Regions from separate parts of the Callithrix jacchus genome. Here region 1 is linked to region 2. Evidence: chromatin contacts called from public Hi-C data. All regions are on one chromosome and are shown on one strand. The core of a region is the stretch at or near the end of the contact, and the rest is flanking DNA. Distances in the headings are between cores, read along the strand shown. Region 1 holds the start of EPOP (elongin BC and polycomb repressive complex 2 associated protein). Region 2 overlaps SRCIN1 (SRC kinase signaling inhibitor 1).

The links. Hi-C and Micro-C count contacts between places; a contact is called where the count stands out from the background.
Region 1: a Hi-C map of induced pluripotent stem cells shows a contact between it and region 2, with 3 times the contacts expected there. The contact joins the promoter of EPOP here to the enhancer-like site in region 2. A contact is called at or near these places in 3 of 3 Hi-C or Micro-C datasets (induced pluripotent stem cells and skeletal muscle).

The regions. Positions count from the first base shown.
Region 1 is chr5:119,189,734-119,192,447 of calJac240_pri, reverse strand. It overlaps EPOP (elongin BC and polycomb repressive complex 2 associated protein), which reads left to right and starts at 1,392. Exons shown (of 1, transcript XM_008997472.4): 1 at 1,392-2,714. The coding sequence starts at 1,854.
Region 2 is chr5:119,073,517-119,076,574 of calJac240_pri, reverse strand. It overlaps SRCIN1 (SRC kinase signaling inhibitor 1), which reads left to right. Exons shown (of 19, transcript XM_078374305.1): 8 at 156-248; 9 at 488-531; 10 at 834-1,021; 11 at 2,495-2,670. Among named protein-coding and RNA genes, the nearest start is that of SRCIN1, 47 kb to the left of the region's middle. Within about 2 kb of position 1,499, at least 6 of the 16 cell types and tissues checked have an H3K27ac peak or open chromatin away from gene starts, as enhancers often do.

The DNA of each region.
Region 1 (2,714 bases), core at 143-2,642, 120 kb before region 2:
CCCCTGTCCTCCCAGATGTTATTTGATGACACATAGGGAAACTACACCTCTGTTGTCACTGCTAGAAGGGCCAGGAGGCAAGCTGCATCATTTTGTCCTCTTTCTGAAACCCTCTCTTGTCTTGGCCCCAGAAGAAATTTTTCTCTGTGGCTGCCCTCTGCCAGCATTTTTCCACACCTTTACCTCAAGTCATCAAACCAATCTCTAAATTTCCACAGATAGGAAACAGCAGTATTCCATTACCCTGATTTTTATCAAGAGAAATATCCCAGGGATTCATTAATTCACTCACTTGCTCATTCATTCATTCACACATATTGATTGAGCACCTATTACATCTTGGCCACTGATCTAGGCAGTGGGGATACACCAATGATCAAGACAAACTTCTCATCGGCTCATTTCCAGACTAATGGGAGAGACAGACACCAAAGAATAAGTCCATGTACCGACTTTTATGTAACAGTAAGCTATGCAGAAACTAAAGAAGCTTAAGGGAATAGACAGGTTGAGGGTGTGTGCAGCATTATCAGAATTTGTACTGGAAATTCACTTTTTCTTTATTTTCCTTGGGGGAGATGAGAGTCAGGGTCTGTGTGTGCCCGCCTCTGGCTTCTTCAATCTATTTGGCAGACAGATCAAGCCTCAGAGGACAGCATCCTGGGATTGGGGGTCAGGGGCTGCAGAGCCAGCCTCTCGGAATCTAGTTGAGGCGGAGTATTTAAATACTGCATCAGAGAAATGGAAACAGGTACTGAGACAGCCTATTTATCGGCTACCATGGGTGTAACAACACTGCCCCCCTCCCAAATTTATTTTTTTCTTTGTTCATCTTGCAAGTACTGAATTCCTAAGTACTTATACATTACAGCATTTTTTTGAGCCGACTGCGTGCCACGCACTGTTTTAGAGGCCCCGAGACAGAGGTAAGTAACATTCTTGCCTCGCTAGAGTCCCTGCTGCGCAAAGCTTGTAAACAGCCATCGCTTCTTTTCATCTTTGCCCTCAGCATTATTTTGGAGATCCATCTACGTTGATTCACACAGCTCTTTTAGCCCCAAGAGGGCAGATATGAACCGTCCCATTTTACAGATGCAAAACCGTGACTGCTCGGGAAAAAGAGAGTTGCTTTGGGACGAAGAAATACCAGGACGCCACCGGGCCACGTGCGGCGGCGCATCTGGCCCCTCGCGATCCCACCCGCGCACGCTCCCTCCCGCGCTCCCTCCCAGCCGCCGCCGCGCCGGGTCCACGTGTGTGTGTCTGTGTGCGGAATGGGGACGGGGGCGGCGCCGCCGTAGGGGTGGGGTCGGGGCTAACGTCACGGGCGGTGCGGCCCAATCAGCGTTGGGCTCGCGGCCCCGGCGCTGGTATTGGGGCAGCGAGGGGGCAGTTCTCTATAACGCGGTCTCCGGGAGCCAGCGGGGAAGAAAGAAGCCGAGCGGGCGGAAGGCGCCCTCCCCGCCGCCTGGGCCCGGGCACCGGGTACCGGGCCCGGGGCCCTTCCCGCCTCCCGGGGCTGCCGGCCGCTTTGTTTCCCCCGCCTTTGCGCTTCGGGCGACTGGAGAGGGGCTCCCCCCGGGGCTGCGAAAGGGACGCGGCGGCAGAAGGGCGGCCGACCGCACCGGGACTCGCAGGGACCCAGGAGTCCGGCCGCCGGGAGGGCCGCGTGACGAGAACGAAGAGGGAGCCCGAGCTCTGCGGTCCCGGGTGGCGGGCCGGGGGCGCCCGTGAGCAGAGACCTCCCCGTCGACGGGGGGCGATGTTCCCCTCGCCCGTGGGCTCTTCGGGCAGCCAGGGCATCCCGCCGCTGGGACCCGGACCCCCTCACTGGGCACCCCTCAGGCTGCTCCATGGAGACCCTGTGCCCCGCGTCCCGCCTGGCAGTGCCGGCGTCCCCGCGAGGGTCGCCCTGCTCCCCCACGCCCCGGAAGCCGCGTCGGGGAACCCAGGAATTCTCTCCGCTGTGCTTGCGTGCCCTCGCCTTCTGCGCCCTTGCCAAGCCCCGGACGTCCTCTCTGGGCCCGGGGCCTGGGGAACTGGCGGCGCGGCCCGCCGTGCTGCGGGGCCCTCACGCCCCTCTGCGCCCTGGCGGCTGGACCCCAGATGGCCTGAAGCACCTCGGGGCCCCGACCGGGCGGCCAGGCGATCTTAACATTGCGGCCGGCGAGGATGCGGACGTCGCAGCGTGTCCCCGCTGCGAAGAGGAGGAAGAGGGCGGAGGCGGTTTCCCGCACTTCGGCGTTCGCTCCTGTGCACCTCCGGGCCGCTGCCTGGCGCCCCCGCGCCCTCGGGAATTTCCGACCGGCTTCGCCTCGGCCCCGCCTCGCCCGGCTCCGGGTCTCGAACCTCAGCGTGGCTCAGCCGCCAGCCCGCCTCAGAAGCCTAGTTCCCGGCCTCCGTCGCCACCTGCGGGCCTCTCCACCGAGCCTACGGGTCCTGGGACGGCGCCGGGGCCGTTCCTGCCCTGCCAGCATGCAGAAGTCGATGGAAACCCCCCACCGGCTTCCCCCGAGGCTCCAGCCGCCAGCCCTTCGACGGCCAGCACGGCTCCGGCCGCACCCGCACATCTCCGCCAGGAACATTTCGATCGTCTGATCCGCCGGTCGAAACTTTGGTGTTACGCAAAGGGCTTCGCCTTGGACACTCCGAGTTTGCGCCGGGGGCCAGAGCGGCCGCCTGCGAAAGGGGCGGCCCGGGGAGCCGCCAAGAAA
Region 2 (3,058 bases), core at 250-2,749:
CTTGATCCTTAGGCATTGGGGCCCTTTGAGTTGTGTGTGGGGGGGCAGCCAGGGATGGGACAGTGTTTCTTCTGGTCACCAATCTTAGGAATGGGGGGCTGGACAGGAGGGACTCTATGCTAAAGTGAGGTTGCTCAGACCCCCTTCCTCCCCAGGGAGCGCATGGAGGCCATGGAGAAGCAGATTGCCAGCCTCACAGGCCTGGTACAGAGCGCCTTACTCCGAGGCTCGGAGCCTGAGACCCCCAGGTGAGGCCCCTCTCCCAACACCACTGCCAGGGCCTGGGGGTGGAGCAGGAGGAAGGGGAAACCTGGGTCGGCTCTGCCAGTGTCTCACTAGGTGACCCTGGGTGAGTCCCTTCCCTTCTCTGGGACTCCATCTTGAGATCAGAGAGCTGGAGGAGATGACATCTAAGGTCCCACCCAGCTCTGAATGTCTGGGGCTGGCCTGGACCCCCTGATGCCTATCCTTTTTCCCTGTGCCACAGTGAGAAGATTGAAGGCTCCAATGGAGCAGCCACCCCCTCAGCAAGTGAGTGACCCTCCCCCTCCCCCATCCTTGTTCCCTCGGAGTTTGTTTTCTAATCTATAAAGTGGGGATTAACCAATAGCTACATTACTGGGCTTTCAATGAAGGCATGAGTGGTCACCTTAGCCCAAGAGGTCTTTGCCCGGGCACTTTCGTCCCCACCCTTAGGGCCTTGCGCAGGTAGTCAGAACCATGGACTTCTCTGACTATTGTGTGGGGTCGGAGAGTAGGGAGGACCTTGCTCCAGTCCTTCCCAGGCTTACAATTTCTTCATTTTCTCCCATCCTCGTGGTTATTCTCTGCAGCTTGCGGGTCAGGCGGCCGGAGTAGCGGGGCCACCCCGGTGTCCGGCCCGCCCCCACCCTCGGCCGGCAGCACCCCCGCAGGGCAGCCTACCGCCGTTAGCCGGCTGCAGATGCAGCTGCACCTGAGAGGCCTGCAGAACAGCGCCAGTGACCTGCGCGGCCAGCTCCAGCAGTTGCGCAAGCTCCAGGTACCGCCCCGTCCCGGGCCCCGCCCCACCAACGCTCACCTACTGGTCGAAGTTCCTTCCCACAAGTCCCGCCCCATCCCCTACTCCTTTATCCTTTCCCCAGAACTCCCACGCCCGAGTCCTTCGCCGCTCACTGGTCTCTCTCCGAACCCTTTCTCCCCTTCCCCTTTCTTGAGCTTCCGCCCCCTCGCTGAACCTCCGCTCCCCTCACCAAGCCCCTACCCCTCGCCCGTGTCCCCCTCATTGAGCCTTCCTTCCCCTTCCCTGAGTCCCCATAGAACTCCTGGAGCCCCAGTCACCCACTGAGCCCCCTCCCTCGTCAGTATCCCTCGGGGCAATTCCAGTTCCTTCCTGCCCTGCATCCCTTTCATGCAGCGAGAACCCTTCCCCCAAGTCCCCTCAGCTCCTCCCTCCTGATCCCTGACAGCCTCCCCCGCCCTGCCTGGCAGATGGTCCCACCTGTCAGGAGCTTGGCATTGCGGTGTCCGCTCCTCAAGCGGGCCCAGGGCCCGTCAGGTGAGGATAATGAGCAGAGACAGGCTGGGGAGGGGGGCAGAGAATTGCCATCTGGGCAACGGGTAAGATCTCGCCCACCACGCCATTCAGGCTTGTAATTCGGTTGGATCAATCGTTAACTTAGTCTTCCTGTCCCAGCCACGGAAACTCTATCAAACGCCAATGCTTGAGTCCTTCATTCCAGTCCCGTCCCCATTCAGGGATGATGGAAGCCACAGCCATGGGGCCCGCACTGTCGGCAGGGCCCTACGTAGGGCCACACCCTGTCCCGCAAATATCCCCACCCCCTTCTCCTGCCTCATATTCCCCAGAACTTAACCTTGCCCTCCCCCCGCTGTAATACCACCCCCTCACTGCTGCTTGAGGCCACAGCCATGCAGCTGCCCCTTTGCATGGCCCTTTTTTTTGAGACGGAGTTTCGCTCTTGTTACCCAGGCTGGAGTGCAATGGCGGGATCTCGGCTCACCGCAACCTCCGCCTCCTGGGTTCAGGCAATTCTCCTGCCTCAGCCTCCTGAGTAGCTGGGATTACAGGCACGCGCCATCATGCCCAGCTAATTTTTTTTGTATTTTTAGCAGAGACGGGGTTTCACCATGTTGACCAGGATGGTCTCGATCTCTTGACCTCGTGATCCACCCGCCTCGGCCTCCCAAAGTGCTGGGATTACAGGCGTGAGCCACCGCGCCCGGCCTGCATAGCCCATTTTAACGCTCCCCGCTCCACGATCTCCATCCGTTCTCCTCCTGCCTCTGTTCCTCCCCAGAACTTAGCCCTCTGCCCCTGCCCTTCGCCATCCCACCCCTTCGCTGCTGCCCGAGGCGGAGCCAAGCAGCCGCATCTTCTGCAGAGCCCTGCCCTGCAGCATTGGGCAGTCCTCTACCGGCCTTCTCCCGGCCCTTCCCCTGCCGCGCGCCTCCGCTCCCCCCACCCGGGTCCATCCGTCCGTGCGTCCCGCAGCTACAGAACCAGGAGTCGGTGCGCGCGCTGCTGAAGCGCACGGAGACAGAGCTGAGCATGCGCGTGTCGGAGGCTGCGCGGCGGCAGGAGGACCCGCTGCAGCGCCAGCGCACCCTGGTGGAGGAGGAGAGGCTGCGCTATCTCAACGACGAGGAGCTCATTACCCAGCAGCTCAAGTGAGGCTGGGCGGGCGGCGGAGGGAGGGGTGGGGGTGCGGCCGGAGTGACCCGCAACCTGATTTCCCTGGGAGGCGCAGCTCCCTTCCTTTTGAGTCACAGGTGACGTTGGTCTGTTCTGAAGCCTGATTTCATTCTCCTCTGGCCTGATTTATCTGTGACCCACAGACCTTTGACTGGCATTATTCCTGATTCCCTTTTTCTGGCTTGATGCCTGCTTTTGCTGTGGTCTTGCTTCATATTGATCCACACGCAAGCTTCCTGCGGCCTGCAGCTTCCCTGTCATGTGACCAGCTGCCTGATTTTCCTCTGCCCTCTGCCTACTTTCGTTCTGGCCTGTAACCGTGCACAGTGACCCTCGGGTAGTGTGTTCAGGTGGAGCGTTCAG